Linked DNA regions of Mus musculus: region 2 is linked to region 1. The links are chromatin contacts, called in public promoter capture Hi-C maps. All regions are on one chromosome and are shown on one strand. The core of a region is the stretch at or near the end of the contact, and the rest is flanking DNA. Distances in the headings are between cores, read along the strand shown. Region 1 overlaps Macf1 (microtubule-actin crosslinking factor 1). Region 2 holds the start of Macf1 (microtubule-actin crosslinking factor 1).

What was found. Promoter capture Hi-C pulls out the DNA fragments that hold promoters and counts their contacts.
Region 2: a promoter capture Hi-C map of embryonic stem cells shows a contact between it and region 1, with 2.5 times the contacts expected there. The contact joins the promoter of Macf1 here to the enhancer-like site in region 1. A contact is called at or near these places in 2 of 39 promoter capture datasets (embryonic stem cells and hippocampal neurons), 9 of 484 Hi-C or Micro-C datasets (B cells, bone marrow-derived macrophages, brown adipocytes and 3 more), 8 of 115 datasets of contacts at active chromatin or transcription factors (bone marrow-derived macrophages, embryonic forebrain, embryonic hindbrain and 4 more) and 3 of 9 other capture datasets (adipose tissue, liver and pancreatic islet).

The regions. Positions count from the first base shown.
Region 1 is chr4:123,571,397-123,574,504 of GRCm38.p6, reverse strand. All of the region lies in intron 1 of Macf1 (microtubule-actin crosslinking factor 1), which reads left to right. Among named protein-coding and RNA genes, the nearest start is that of Gm31156, 21 kb to the right of the region's middle. Within about 2 kb of position 1,679, at least 348 of the 459 cell types and tissues checked have an H3K27ac peak or open chromatin away from gene starts, as enhancers often do. A contact at or near this core is called in B cells, adipose tissue, bone marrow-derived macrophages and 9 more, where this site is marked.
Region 2 is chr4:123,682,831-123,685,613 of GRCm38.p6, reverse strand. Macf1 (microtubule-actin crosslinking factor 1) reads left to right here and starts at 1,254. Exons shown (of 98, transcript NM_001199136.1): 1 at 1,254-1,644. The coding sequence starts at 1,425.

The DNA.
Region 1 (3,108 bases), core at 430-2,929:
TTTCAGTAAATGGGATCTCATTCTGTAGTCCAGGCTAACAGCAAACTCCTGAGTCTCCTGCCTTAGTGTTATGTACCCTGAGATTGCAGGTGTGTACCATTACACTTGACTAATTTGCATTTTTAAATATTCATGAAACTTGGTGTAGTAGTGGAAGTGCGTCCATGACTGTAACCTTTCCTGAGTGGAGGGTGGCAAGTGTTGCAGAGGACAGTGGTGGACTACTCTCAGCTGTTGGGAGCAAGTGTGTCCACACTGCACTTCATAAAATAACTTTTTGAGAGAGGTAGTGGTGGCTCATTTAATTTAGATTTAGATTGTGTAAACTCCTTGCTAGCTTTTTTTTTTCCTTGCTAGCTTTTAAACGTATTTTATTAGGTTTGTGTGTGTCACACAGCTCACACTTTCTGATGTGCAGTTTACTGTATTTCGACAGATGAGAGAAAATTATAATACGTAGAACACTTCCAGAACCCCACAGCTTTCTTGAGCCAGCTCTTGTAGTGCGCCCCATCTCTTTTGCTTTTATCTATTGTTTTCCTATTGTATGTAGCCTTTTGTGTTTGATTTCTCTCACATGTAGACATACAATACTTGAATGTATTCCTAACTTTCTTTTTATTGCAGAGAAGTGGTTCTGTGTATGGACACACTACACTTTGATTAAAAGTTCACCACTTAATAAATTTGAGTTATTATCTTGTATAGTGTTGGTAATTTAACATTCATATACAGATCTCTGTGTGGGCCTTTCTTTTCATTTTGTGTGATTGTTCTCAGCAAGTTTGCTTGTATTTGAATGGTTAACTTCATAAGCATTTGACTAACTCTTTTCTGAAGTAGTTCTTGTAGTTTATCCCTCCCCAGTCCTTGCCAGAACTTGGAATAATTGCATTTTTTCATTTGAGCCAATCTGGCTTTCTTTCAGTAGTGGTAAGGATTCAGTAGCTGTTACAGTACCCACATCAGGTCTATAAGCAGGCCCTGGTTTTGTGGAAGATTTGGTTTTCTGCTCTCTTTTAGTTCTTGATGTCCATCCCATACCCCCTGACCCTGCTGATGGAAAGTTTTATTTAGTTTTTTGTTTTTTTTTTTCTCCGTAACCCCTAAAAAGTGCCAGGCTGTACTTGTGGAGCCGCTTGCTCCCCTGATACCCAGTGCTCCCTCCGCTCTGTGAGATGGGGTCTGTGGACTCTTCTCTAGTTTGGGCTGTGGAAGGTTGCGCTCTGGCTGTGCCAAGGCTCTTGTATACTTTGCCTCCTCCCTGCTAGAGTTTCTCCAGTGCTTCTGTGACTCTTTTCTTCTGGCTACATCCTGAAGTCTGGCATTCCAATCAGTCAGAGAATGGAAAGTTCAGAGTGTGACGTCCTCTGGTCCTCTGACACCCTCCCCTCTTGTAGAAAGGTCTGAGGTTTGTTTAAGCTGACCAGAGGATGCCAAAGATAGAGGTTTGAGTCAGCTCTACACTGACTTTGGCCTCCTTCTCACTCTTCTTCCTCCTTCCCTTCCCCCTCCCCCGCCAACCAGTTGCTTTCTGGGCTTTGTCTGAGACACACTGTAGTTTTAGTCCCAGTAGTTTGCTGCAAAAAGCGCAGAGTCGAGATGGAAGAAGCTGCCAGGAAGTTTCTGACCACATTAAGCCTGGGCATCTGCCTCTGCCGCTGAGCTGATAGTAAGGGGCAGCATAAGCTCAGGAGAAAGGCATCCCGAGGCAGCCCTGGGCTCCGCCTGTGTGCCCGTGTGAGGCTCACTAAAGGAGGAGAAAGAGCAGGCCTGGAAATGCCTCTTTTAGATTCATCTTATTTGCCGCCAACCCTCTTTATTTTGACTCACATTCTTGGAATTGCTGGTATTCTGTACTGGAAGAGCTGTGCCAGAGACAGAGCAGGTAACTAAGTGGTGCCTCCCTTCTTGAATCTTCTGTGGGGCTCTTAGGGTGGGGTAAAGCGGGGAGATCTTCCCACTTGATTGCTTGCTTTAAAGGGCCAGTGCACCCTTCAGCTGTTGTGCTGTCAGGGGATGGAGGGGAAAGACACAGGGAGAGGGGAGGGAGAGGGAGAGAGGGAGAAAAGGAGAGGGGGAGAGGGGGAGAGAGGGAGAGGGAGAGGGAGAGGGAGAGGGAGAGGGAGAGGGAGAGGGAGAGGGAGAGGGAGAGGGAGAGAGAGAGAGAGAGAGAGAGAGAGAGAGAGAGAGAGAGAGAGAGGGAGGGAGAGAGAGAGAGGGGGGGGGGGAGGGAGGGAGGGAGGGAGGGAGGGAGGGAGGGAGAGCGCGAGCCCCGAGCTCAAGCCAGTCAGTCAGACTCCTTCCTGTTCTTGTGACACTGGCTGAGGGCCTGGGTAGATGAGATGATGACTGGTTTCGCTGTTGAAGGGAAGTGCCCATTGCTCTAGTGTCCTGCCTCGGAGGATTAAGGCCTTCCTTCCTTTGCTTTCTCAATCACCGAATGGAGTTTTGGAATCCGTTGCCTTCTGAAGTGTGGGATGGGTGTAGGCAAAAGAGGAGGGTGGTTACAAGGGAAGGGCTGTGTGGCCTCCTTTCTGGGGTACATTCTGTGTTGCTCTTTGATGCAATTGTTACTGCTCCTTCCTGGGGCTATACCTAAGCCACAAGTGTTAGGAAGCTGGTGGTTGTTTTGTCCCCAGGAAATCAGACTCTGATCATTGTGGCACTGGAGCTTTGGAGATCCCTCTGTTCCTTATGCTGTCCTCCATGCTTTCTGACTGCCAACTGTCAGGACCAGCCCCAAGTACACCTGGCTCTAAGTGGCTGTGTGTGAGGACTATAGGTATACTTGTCCTGGAGGACACCCTTGGATTTCAGGCTTTTAATATTGTCACTGATAACCTTCTTCTACTTAGGTACTTGTTACTGGTCTCTTTAAGCTAAGACAGGGCTTGATGACCTATTACTTATATTTCTATGAAAAGTTCACCAATGCTTGACAGAATTAGAATTAGACCCTGTTGATTCCCCAGTGTCCTTTTCTGGTTAAGTCCCAGAAAAGCTGTTGGCTAAGTATTCAGGTTCACTGTGTGGCTCTATCAGCAGAAACAGAGGCAGACATTTACAATTATGTATGTGTGCTTGTATGGTGCTATGTTTAAGGGG
Region 2 (2,783 bases), core at 5-2,504, 110 kb before region 1:
TCACCCCTGCCCCCACGCTGTGTGATCTATTCCCGAACAGCCCTTGGAATGAGCCAATGAATATTTTATCTAATGCCTGCTGTGTGACATACATGGAACCAGCTAAGTTTACATGCACATTTCGCGGTGTCCTTAAAATATCCTCTAAGGAGAAGTACCGTCCCTCCCCCACTGTGCAGATGATGAAACTGAGTCCCTGAGAGGTGGAGTGACTTGACCCCGATCTCGACAACTGTAAGTGGCCACACCAGGTCTACCTTGCTTCAGGTTTGGGGCCGTGTCTAATCTGTGTGCTGGAGGAATCGGGAATTTCCACCTGTTCTAGCTCACGCCTCTTTCCATGCCTGCCGATGAGACCCTGCGTGAGCTTTTGAAAATCCTTTCCATCTGTTGTCCCATTTTATCCTTATAGCATTCCTGGGAGGTGAGAGGAAGGGGGAGGTAAAAGCAGATTCTGTATTGAGTGCTTACTGGCTACCTGGCATCAAATGGCAGGAACCAGTTTAGTTCTTGCAAACAACCCTGTGAGATGGGAGGCTAACTAGCACCATCTCCATTTTATAGGTGAGAATGTCGAGGGTGACAAGATTAAATGGCTTCTCTGGGGACATATAGCTAATGGATAATAATGGATAATGGAGTAGAATTTAAGCTCCTATTTTTCTGCCTGACAATCAGTAGTAAATGCTAACACTCACACAGTATTTTTGTTTTTGTTGTTTGTTTTTGGGGTTTTTTGTTTTGTTTTTGTTTTCTTATTGTAGACAATTTCTCTATGTAGCCATGGCTAGCCTGGAACTTGCCATGTAGACCAGGCTCACAGAGCTCTGGCTGCCTCTGCTTCCTGAGTGTTGTGATTACGGGCATGCTCTACCAGGCAGGCCTAGCTAAAAACTTATTTTATTGTTAATTCTGTGTATGTGTGTGGTTTGTGTATGGATATGTGTGCATGAGCACTGGAGCCTGAAGAGACTGGAGGAGGGCCTCAGCTCCCTGGAGCTAGAGTCACAGATAGCTCAGGCAGTTGTGATCTGCCAGAAGCAGGTGTTGGGAATGGAAGTCAGGTCTCCTACAAGGATAGTATACTCTCTTAACCATCTCTCTCGCTTCCTCTCTGTCTCTCATATATGAGTGTGTGTGTGTGTATGTGTGTGTATGTTACCTAATATAATTTTCCCCTATGCCTCATAAATTAGTCTTGGCATGTGCTATTTCGTTTTGTAAATGAAAAAAAAAAAACAAAACAAAAAACTGAGGTTCAAGTAGGTAAAGACGTCAAGTCAAGTCAGTAGCAGGCAGAGCCAGGATCCTTGTGTGACTCTTGATCCTTTATTTTATTTTATCCTTCACATGTATTCTTTCTCTCTTCCAGATCCCTTCTCCCAGGACATCTGGTCCTTCCTGTAGCCACTCTTGCTTGGACCATGTCTTCCTCTGATGAAGAAACGCTCAGTGAGCGATCCTGTCGGAGTGAGAGGTCATGTCGGAGTGAGAGGTCTTACCGGAGTGAGCGGTCAGGGAGCCTGTCTCCTTGTCCCCCTGGGGACACCTTGCCCTGGAACCTGCCACTGCATGAGCAGAAGAAGCGGAAAAGCCAGGATTCTGTGCTGGACCCTGCAGAACGTGCCGTGGTCCGAGTCGCTGGTAAGAATGATCCTCAGCGTTTGCTAGCTGGCTGCTGCAGGGTTGAGGGAGTCTGGGTCAGTGTGCACCTGCATGGTGAGGTGGTGAGAGGTCCTCAGAGTCAAGTCAGCTGGAATCTAACTTGTTGTTATGATGATTGTTATTGTTGCAAAGAGGATGAAAGAACGTTCAAGAGAAACCTAAAAAGAAAAAAAAAGAAAAGAAAAAAAAGGAAAAAGAAAGGAAAAAAAAAAAGAAAAAGGAAGCCTACTGCCCTGTTACCCCATGCTGAATGAGGCCTAGTTTCCTATCTGCACCTCTGCCCTGCGTTTCTCCCACTAGGCTGTAGTTTATGTACATAATAGTTACCTTGGTGGCCTGTGTCCCACTGTGGACCTGTTCTCTTCATTCATCCTTAAAAAGAGCTTCAGATTTACATCTCAGGCTTTATGGGTTATTTAAAATTGTTATTTTTGTATTTGTCCAGATAGGGTCTCACTATGTAGCCTTGGTTGTCCTGGAACTTGCTCTGTAGACCAGGCTAGTTTCAAAAATCAGAGATCGCCTTGCCTCTGCTTCCTGAGTGCTGGAATAAGAGGTATGTGCCACCACACATCCTCAGATTTTATCCCTAACTCCTAGTCTTTCCCCAGTGTTCTGCTGTAGTCGACAATGCTATAATGATTATGTTTAGGAATAAAAACTTTTGATTTCTGTTGTGTTATTTCCTTATAAGGAAGTCTTTGGAGAAGCCGACTTTAGTCAGATTGCCTTTCGATTGATTGTCGGTGTGAGGGCTAGGGGCTGCCTCCCCTTGACAGGTCAGAAGATGCCTGCCTGCCCTTTCCAAGCAGCTGTGCTTAGGAGTGTGGGTTTTGGTCTCAGAGGAGGCAAGGAGTCACAGGTGGTGATGAGCCATCAGTGTGGGTGCTTGCCACTGAATCTGGGTCCTCTGTAAGAGTAGCCGAGGCTTGGGGCTGGAGAGACTGCTCTTCCAGAGGTCCTGAGTTCAAATCCCGGCAGCCACGTGGTGGCTCACAGCCATCTGTAATGGGATCTGAAGCCCTCTTCTAGTGCATAGCCGAGGCTCTAACTGCTGAGCGTCACTCCAGCCCTCAGTGTTGTTTTTGACTTAATGAAAGAGCTGCCTTGCTGAGGGC